2 separate regions of the Mus musculus genome follow, and region 1 is linked to region 2. Evidence: chromatin contacts called from public Hi-C data. All regions are on one chromosome and are shown on one strand. The core of a region is the stretch at or near the end of the contact, and the rest is flanking DNA. Distances in the headings are between cores, read along the strand shown. Region 1 holds the start of Atp12a (ATPase, H+/K+ transporting, nongastric, alpha polypeptide). Region 2 has its middle 51 kb from the start of Atp12a.

The links. A called contact is a pair of places that touch in the nucleus more often than the background predicts.
Region 1: a contact with region 2 is called in a Hi-C map of uterus, with 7 times the contacts expected there. The contact joins the promoter of Atp12a here to the enhancer-like site in region 2. A contact is called at or near these places in 2 of 39 promoter capture datasets (liver and stem cell-derived epiblast-like cells), 2 of 15 datasets of contacts at CTCF or cohesin (CD8 T cells and stem cell-derived epiblast-like cells), 30 of 484 Hi-C or Micro-C datasets (CD4 T cells, the G1E-ER4 cell line, Th1 cells and 14 more) and 6 of 115 datasets of contacts at active chromatin or transcription factors (CD8 T cells, astrocytes, cardiomyocytes and 2 more).

Annotation. Positions count from the first base shown.
Region 1 is chr14:56,362,484-56,366,874 of GRCm38.p6, reverse strand. Atp12a (ATPase, H+/K+ transporting, nongastric, alpha polypeptide) reads right to left here and starts at 1,807. Exons shown (of 23, transcript NM_138652.2): 1 at 1,586-1,807; 2 at 777-926. The coding sequence starts at 1,594.
Region 2 is chr14:56,311,640-56,316,109 of GRCm38.p6, reverse strand. No RefSeq gene overlaps it. Among named protein-coding and RNA genes, the nearest start is that of Atp12a, 51 kb to the left of the region's middle. Within about 2 kb of position 1,904, at least 15 of the 459 cell types and tissues checked have an H3K27ac peak or open chromatin away from gene starts, as enhancers often do. A contact at or near this core is called in uterus, where this site is marked.

The DNA.
Region 1 (4,391 bases), core at 558-3,057, 51 kb before region 2:
GCGGTCCAGCGAACCGCAGGGGCGATCCAACACAACCCCAAGCTCCCTTTGACCTTCCTGAGAGGATAGCTTGCAGTTCACATCCAGGGTAAGTTGTTCATTAAAGCCATCAGCTTTAGTAACCCAGCGACATAATAATATCACCCTTCCATAAAGAAACTTAACTTCTAAAACATAGCTCATTTCCCCACCCCGCCACAGACTTCGAGCAAACTGTTTCCCATTTTACATAGGGAAAGAAGGGGTGGGGTGGGGGATGGGTGGGGGGAGTGGGGAGAGTGGGGGTTTGGGGAGGGGAGTTTCCATAGTTTGATTGTGCCCAGTTACAGTTCAGTCCTTGAGAAGGGCTTAGATTGAGACTATGATTGTGGAACCCAAGCCAGACATTTCTCCCCTAGAGCAGTTGTTTTTTTTTTTTTTTTCCCAGGAATACATAACACCTCAGATGGTGAATGAGAGGAATGGGCTCTGCCTCTCTGCCTCTGGCGTTTACAGTTAACCTCCTGGTCCTGTCTAGGACTGCCTCCAACCAGAACACAGGAATCTGGCAGCAAGGATAGAGGAGGACACAGGAGAACAGAACCCAACAAGTAAAGTTATCATCATGCTCTAACAGACAGACAAACCAACCAAGCAACAAACAAGGAGATTGGAACCCTTCTAAGATATTCCAAGACGTTGATGCCATTTTTTTTTTTTCCTTTACCAGAGGGAAGTTATAATGGCACATGCTCTGGTGAGGAGGCACCAGACTCTTTTGCCTTCAGGGGACTGACCAGATCAAGTTCTTTCTTCAGCTCCTCCTCCTGACTCTTGTTGGGTTCTGAGTCTTTGTTCTTCCCGCCCTTGAACTTTTTGTCATCTTTCTGGTCTGCCAGCTCGACGTCTTTAGTTCCATTGAGCTCTACAGAATAGATTTCTGTTTTCTGGAAGAGAAGCAGACGTGTAAATATTAGCTCCAGACAGGTTTCCTTGAGGAGGTGCCTAGTTCCTCCCAGAGGGTGGGGGTATCCCTAGAAGAAGAAGAGCGCTAGCCCCTTCATCTCCAGCTGGAGAGGAAGTGGAGGACCCGACTGTGGGAAGTCTCCCTCCTTACCCCCCCCCCCCACACACACACAAAATCCCTTCTCTGTGGAGGCAGAAGCCTCATCTGGTACAGCCCCAGCAGCATCTTTTCAAGGGACCCCTCTCTGGGTCTGGGCAGGCGTGAAAGTTATCATTTTCCCTAGCACCTTGGTCCATGGTTCACACTGCTTCTTAAGGAAGCGGTTTAGTTTCAAATAGGCTCACTGCAAGCGTGCCTTTTCAGACCCTTGCATCCAACAGAACCCAAGTCATCTCCGAATTGGAGCTTGCAGAACAGCTGCTGTGCTTGGCAACTCTGAGGACCCTTCTTGCACAACTATACTAACTTCTATACACTGTCTGCCCAAAAGTTTACCATATATGTTCTTGGCAGCTGGGATTGAGTTCAGTGTTAAGAACTATAACCTCTATTGTCCCAAGACCAAGCATTTCTTTTTCTTTTTCCTGCGCTTCCCGATGGTCGTCTAAGGTCCCCACTAGACCTGGAGATATCACGCACCCGGCGCATACTGTGACTGGTGGTCCAACCCGCTGGCAAATGATGAAAGACACCGGATGCTGGCGTGCTGAGGTGAGCCCGGTAAGTATGAGGACGCGCGTTGCCTTAGCGGCGCGCTGGACTGTGGTTCCTAGAGACAGGTCCGATCTTTCGGTGGCGGCTGCCGCGGCGGTGTGCAGGTCCGGGTCCCTGAGTGGTGACAGCGACGATGTTGGCGTTACAGAGACAAGGCACCAACCCGGACCCAGCACGCACCTCCGCGGCCGACCGCCAGCCGCTGTCCTGGGGAGGTGGAGCGCGCCTTAAATGCCGCGCGCTCCGCCCACGTACCTGGGGCGACGCAGCTCACTGCACTGGGGACGCCCCTGGGGTAGGAAACCCGAGGACACGCAAGCCTGGGTGGGGTAGGATTGGTGGCCAGGGATCTGAGGATCTTAGGTGGGGACTCCTCTTGATACCTGGCTGGAGGACGCGGGGTCTGCCTTAGGGCGGGTCTGGAGACCAGGTCCAGCCGGTTGCGCAACAACAGTGGCACGCGCCAGGTGCGTGCAGCCCCCGTGCAAGCGCCACTGCCTTTCTGTCAGTCGGACCCCGGATTCCTGCAAGCCCTGGGCTCATCCACGCCCTATGGAGCTTTTATGAAAATCCACACCCACTTTCTTTTAAAACTGCAGTTTCCTTACCAATAAAGGAATTTATTTTAAAAATGTGTAAATGAGGGTGGGGCGGGGAATCTATCTAAGGTGACTGAACAATAAATACCAATTTTAGAGTGCATTTGCTTAGATAAGTGAGACTCCGGAGCAGTCTGGGCCAACCGCCAAAGACTTTATTGAGTAGCTGAATTACTTTGTAAAGATCCAGAAAAGAAATAAAAATCTGGAGTTTTGAAACAATATTGGAAGTAGAGAGGATAAGGGGACCTGGGGGTGGTGGTTAGATCAGAGCTCCAAGGAGGAGCAGGCTGAAGGTTTTCAGAGCCAGGGTTTGGGTAGGACTTTGACGACACAGATGGATAGCTCTGTTCTCCAAAATACTGCTCACCATCGCTTCTGCCTTTACTACCTCCTGCCTGTCCTCCCCTTTTCCTGCAATCAGAAAGGGCAAAGTTGGAAATCTAGGGTTTTCCTACTGTGGACCAGGAACAAAACAATGAGTCCAACGTCTTCACTCCACAGATTCTTTAGACTTGGAGGGGATGTTGTGTTGCAACACAGACTGGAGCCACAGTGCTCCAGACCTGTGTATTGTCTTCCCTGCTTCCTCCAGGGGAGAATGTGGGGTCTGAGGGGTGGTGCTGCAGGCGACTTTTATTTATTTACCAGCTGTTCTGGCCAGCCCTTAACTCAGGGACAACATAGGCTGGAGAAGTAAGTCCCAGAGAGATGTTCCTGGGTCACGGTCATTATGGGGTTTCAAGAGCAGACCCAGAATGCAAAGTGCAGGCAGGGCCTTAAAAATAGAATTTAGAATATTTAGAAGGTTGTATCTGTCTGCGTCAAGTGTAGGGTAGGATAACATTAAACTTGACAACGGTTTCAGTCAGGTTCTTTGGTACCTCCTGGGTTTTACAGAGGTGAGGTCCTGCTTAGGTGCTGGGTCCTGCACTGTTCCTGACTTCTGCCAGGGACAGTCTTGGTTCCTGCTGCTGCTGGAACCAAGTTCCTGCTGTTGCTGCTGCCTTGGCCTTGGAGGCAGTTCCTGGTGTCATGTGATATCTGGAAGTCTCTATTTCTACCAAAAGGAGGGAGGGCATAATGCTTCTAGTCCCCTCTCCGTTGTGAGGAGAGCAGTCCTCAGATAACTGTGACACAATCACCTTACCTATAGACCCAGGTGTTGGATTTCCCCTTAGGCATAAATTCCTCTTGCTTTGGCTGGAGGAATATCCATGGTATTCTGGGCAGAGGAGCTCTGAGAACCCTAGTTCCGATGGCCTCTTGCTGACAGTCTGTTTTTAAAGGATTGTGAGCTGTCCAGCTTCATCTTCTCAGCCCACAGATGCTTACAAGAGCTTCTATTTGAGTCTGGTTTCCTGTCTTTAAAAAGAATCCCACCTATGCTGAGGGCCTCTTCTGTCACCGATCTCACTGACAAATAATGTGACAGACTACCACAAGATATATACGTGTTCCTAGCTTGCTCTTCTTAATCCACACATTCAATATCTTGAAGTCTTACTAGACATGGAATGACAGCATGCAAACTGTGTCATTCTATAGAGATTACTGTTAAGTTGAAGAAGAGGTAAAATGTACTGAGAATGAAATAATAATGGGCACAAGAGAGTAAAGAATTTAAAACTAAATAGTAGGGTCTAAAACCATTAATAGTTTAAAGAAAAGAAACATCTGTGGGGAGAGAGATGTTTTAAATGCCCTCCTCAAAAGTCACATTGAAATTTAATCCTCTTTGGAAGGTCTAACTAAAGAGGTAGGGTCTGGGCTAGGGATGTAGTTCAGTGGTCCAATGTTACCCCTTTGTACAGGAAAACCATCAAGCAAGTAAACAAAACACAGAGCAGGGCCAGACATTGCCTTTGAGAAGTGATTAGGTCATGAGGGGCCTGCCCTCATGAGTGGATTAGCCAATTCCAGGGTTGTTGAGTCAGTGAATGAATGTGGAAAAGGAGCCTGCTGTACAAAGCAGTTAGCTTTGTCTCTTGGATGCCCACTCTTGCCACGTAATGCCTTGTGCTCCTTTGGTTCTCTGCAGAGAGTCCATGTCCATTACCACGTGCCGCCTCCAGAACAATGAACTGAATTAAGCCTCCCATCTTTATAAATCATCCAGCCTCATGTATTCT
Region 2 (4,470 bases), core at 655-3,154:
AATTTGGGGGAGATAGGTAGAAAGCGGGTGTTGATATAGGATGCAGGGTCCTGAGGATAGGACAATAACATCTAATATTTTATAGTGCACTTGGGTTGCTATGACTGACAACAATTAATTGTTCATTTTAGTATAGTTAGTGTAGAGGATTTTGAATGTTCTCTTGGGTTACTGAAGGTAAACTAGTTAGTCTATTTGATAAGCCCCAGCCTGAGGGACACAACACAATGAATGTTGATTTCTCATGCGAGGAGGCAGGAGGTAGTAGGAGGGAGGGGATTTCCTCACAGTCCTTCAGGAAGTGTCCAGGGAGGCTCTGCCAGGTGGCCTCACCCGGTATGTCAACACCCTTCCCAGGGAAGCAGGAAGGCAAGAGTGGGGGTAAGCTTGTCACACCAGCCCACATTTGGTGGCCCAAACGCATTCAAATGGCTCCGTCCAGCTGCCAAGGGCTGCGGAATGAGGAAATAGAGTCCCTGGCAGATGCTTCCAGAAGCAGCTGTGCATCCTGGAGGGGAGCAGGGTTTTTTGGTTGCAAGGGCAAGGAGCTGACACCCGGGAGCTGTGAGAATGTTCCCGTTCCTCCAAGGACATTAGTAATGCCCACCTTCCCCAAACAGACTAGGAGCCTAAAGGACATTGGTTTAAACCTCAGGAGATTTCCCCAAATGTAGTTTTCTCCAGCCACTGTTCTGGAGGGGACTCCCAGGGTCTCCTGCTGCCCGGATTCTCTGCCCTGTTGTTTTGTATTCTTGAAGTCCATCCAAGCTCAGCTCCACAGACACAAGAAGACGGTTGAGGATTTGGCAGTTCTCATAAGTCTGTCATTCTTTGAACCTGGTCCTTTTTTTTTTTTTTTAGTTTCTAGGTCAGCGGTTCTCTATCCGTAGGTCGTGCGAGTCCTTTGAGGGTCAAATGACTCTTTCACAGGGGCCCCCTAAGATCATTGGACCACATATTTACATTGCAGTTCATAACAGCAGCAAACCTACAGTTATGAAGCAGTAAAGAAAATAATTTTTGGTTGGGGCTAACCCCAACATGAGGAACTGTATTAAGGGGTTGAAGCACTAGGAAGATTGAGAACCACAGCTCCTAAGCAGCAGTCCACTCTTGCCAGTCCTTGCTTTCAAATGCCACTCTTTCTTCCTTTGTGCGTGTGTGCACGCATGTGTGTGCGCGTGTGTAGGTGCGTGTGTGTATGTGTGTATTTGGCATCTACCTCTCTCAACCTGCTGTGTGAAAAGCTCTGTCACGGATTCACACCCTCCACGTGAACTTTCTCTTCCTTTTTTTTTTTTTTTTTTTTTTTGAGATAGGAGCTCACAGTGAAGCCCCGGATGGCTCAAAATCGTGGTAGTCATTCTGCCTCAGACTCCCATGTGCTGAGATTACAGCCCTGAGCCAACAAAGTGAAGTATTTTTTTCACCTCAAACCTCATTTTTGCGGTGTTCTGGTCTCCACCTAGCAGCCACGTTCAATCCTGCTTAGCCTCCGTGACTGTGAGTGCCATCTGTTGGTAGTGACAGGTAACTGCAGGATTGAGGTTTCTAGAGGAACAAGCTTGACCTGCTGAAGCACTTGCAGGTATCTTTGCTGCTAGAATCCCACCCAGCACAGCACTCAGCTTGTGCTGAGGGCAGTTTCCTGCCTTTGTACACCCAGAATGCCTAGCGAGTGGCACACACTTTCTGGTTATTTGAAATAACCACTAGCCAGGAGGGTTTTTAAAAATATTTTTATTAGATATTTTCTTTATTTACATTTCAAATTTTATCCCCTTTCCTCATTTCCTCCTGAGAATCCCCCTATTCCTTCCCCCTCCCCCTGCTCACTAACCCACCCACTCCCGCTTCCCTGTCCTAGCCAGGAGTTTTATTGACTGAATTTACACACGTGATCTCAGGCTAGCCTTGGCCGCAGTGTGGCCTTGGCCCACAGCCATAGCAGCGGCTTTTCTTAGCGGTCCTAAAAGGCCGTAATGGGGCCGAAGTAGCCCTTAAGCTAGAGATGCCCTGGGTGACCATGCTGTACAGCTTCTGATGCCTGAGATCTCAAACTTGTGGTTCATTTGTTCTATATCAGCACAGCGGCACACTGGTGCACGGTGCAGAGTACTTGTAAGTGACTGCAGTTCTTGTTTATGTGTTTACGAGGCTATTTAGTGTTAATTTAGAGTGTGCTTCTACTTAAAAAAAACAACAACCAAACCAAACCAAACCAAACCAAAACCTTTAAGAAGGGCAAGTGAGATGGCTCTTTTGGTGAAGGCCCACATTGCCAAGTCCGAAGATGTGAGTTTCATTCTCAGGACTCACGTGGTAGAAGGAGAGAGCCAATTTCTGTAAGTTGTTCTCTAACTTGCACACACCAGTCATGGCACACACACACACACACACACACACACACACACACACACACAGAAACAGAATTTAAAATTTTAAAACAAAACGAAAATACCTTAGACTGAACTATGTTGCTCTCTGTGGCAGTCTTCCAATCTCCTATGGTCTATATTCCTTGGCTGCATGGAGGACTAATTTGGACCAGCTTGGTTTGAGTGAATGCAGTTCTAGGATGCTCAAACAATGGTTAATCTGTTCTTAGAGCAGTGTGTTCTGACCTTAAGGGATGTGAGGCCAGATTAGCTACATCTTACAAGGAAAAGACTGGACTTCCTAGAGGTTAAGAGATTAAAACAGACAGATCAGTGGGCAGAAGGAGCTGAGCTCTGGTGCCAAGTTTTTAGACTTTAAGTCTGGGGCACTGCCAGTGTCATAGTCCTGGCTTCAGAGCTGTACCAGAGAAAAAGCAACTAACTTGTCAGATACAGGTGATAATTATGAGTCTCTAAGTGACTTCATTAAACATGGGCTTTAGAGTCAGGTCCCTCCTGTGAAATATGCAAATTAAGTTACATATACAAAAGAGTTGTGAAATAAAGGGATTTTGTTCTTCTGGAGTATGTCTTTTGCTAGTTATTGTTGGTTTGTTTTTTGCTTCTGTTTTAATTAAGCAAACACAGCGAAGCCGGGAGTGGTGCATATGCCCACAGTAGCTGCAGCATTTGAGGCAAGAGGGTCAGAAGTTCAAAGTCAGCCTCAGCGTTAATGAAAGAATTCAAGGCTAGCTCGGGCCCCAAGAAACTCCGTCTCAAAACAAAACAAAACAAAAAAACCCAAAAAACAAAAACAAAAACAAAATACCAGTGTAACATTTTTCTTTTTTCCTTGTTGGGGATGGAACTGGGGAGCCTACATATGCTGGGCAAATGCTCTACACTAAATGTGAGTGATAAATGGGTCTTAAGAACAAGGAGAAACCATATCTGAAATGCATTTGTCCACAGAGTGCTTGACCCCAGTGCCTTCCTTCTTAGCTGTGCTGGGAAATCAGATGACAAGCCTGTTGAGGGATGGTTTGTGCACTATGTTTTCAGCTACTGATTGCTGTACCCAGATATCTGGTTGCAATCCAGACACTGGCATTGTCGTGATTTTTGGAGCACCTAAATCAATGATGTGTAAAGATTGTTTTCCATCACCTCCTACTGGTTAATAAATCACTGATGAGCCAATGGCTGTGCAGGAGAAGAGAATAGGGCAAGACTTCTGGACCCAGTCTGGGGATCCCAAGGGAGGGAGGGAGAGAGAGAGAGAGAGAGAGAGAGAGACAGACAGACAGACAGACAGACAGACAGAGACAGACAGACAGAGAGACAGAGACAGAGAGACAGAGAGACAGAGAGAGACAGAGAGACAGAGAAAGACAGAGAGAGACAGAGAGAGAAGAGGGGAGGAAGAGAAAGAAGGAGGAGGAGAAGGAAGAAAAGAAGAACTAGAAGAAGAAGAGGAGGAGGAGGAAGGAGGAAGAGGAGGAGAAGGAGAAGGAGAAGGAGAAGGAGAAGGAGAAGAAGAAGAAGAAGAAGAAGAAGAAGAAGAAGAAGAAGAAGAAGAAGAAGAAGAAAGAGAGGAAGAGGAGGAGGGGAAGGGGAGGGGAAGGGAAGGATGAAGGTGTGGAGAGACCATATGGATGGAACAGGAAGATTCACCATGAGGCTATAATAAGAGATCATCCATGAGGGCATACATGGACCAGAGCCAGGTCAAGACTCAGATGCAGTCACTAAACACAGACACTATTGTGGATGCCAAGAAGTGCATGCTGGCATGAGCCTGATATAGCTGTCTCCTGAGAGGCTCTGCCAGAGCCTGACATATACAGAGGCAGATGCTCTCAGCCAACCATTGAACTGAACACAGGGTCCCCAATGGAGGAGTTAGAAAAAGGACTGAAGGAGCTGAAGTGGTTTGCAACCCCATAAGGAAGAACAACAATATCAACCAACCAGAGTTCCTAGGGTCTAAACCACCAACCACGGAGTACTCCAGCCATATATGTAGCAGAGGATGGCCCTTGGTACCATGAAGGCTCGATGTCCCAGTGTAGGGGAATGTGAGGGCAGGGAG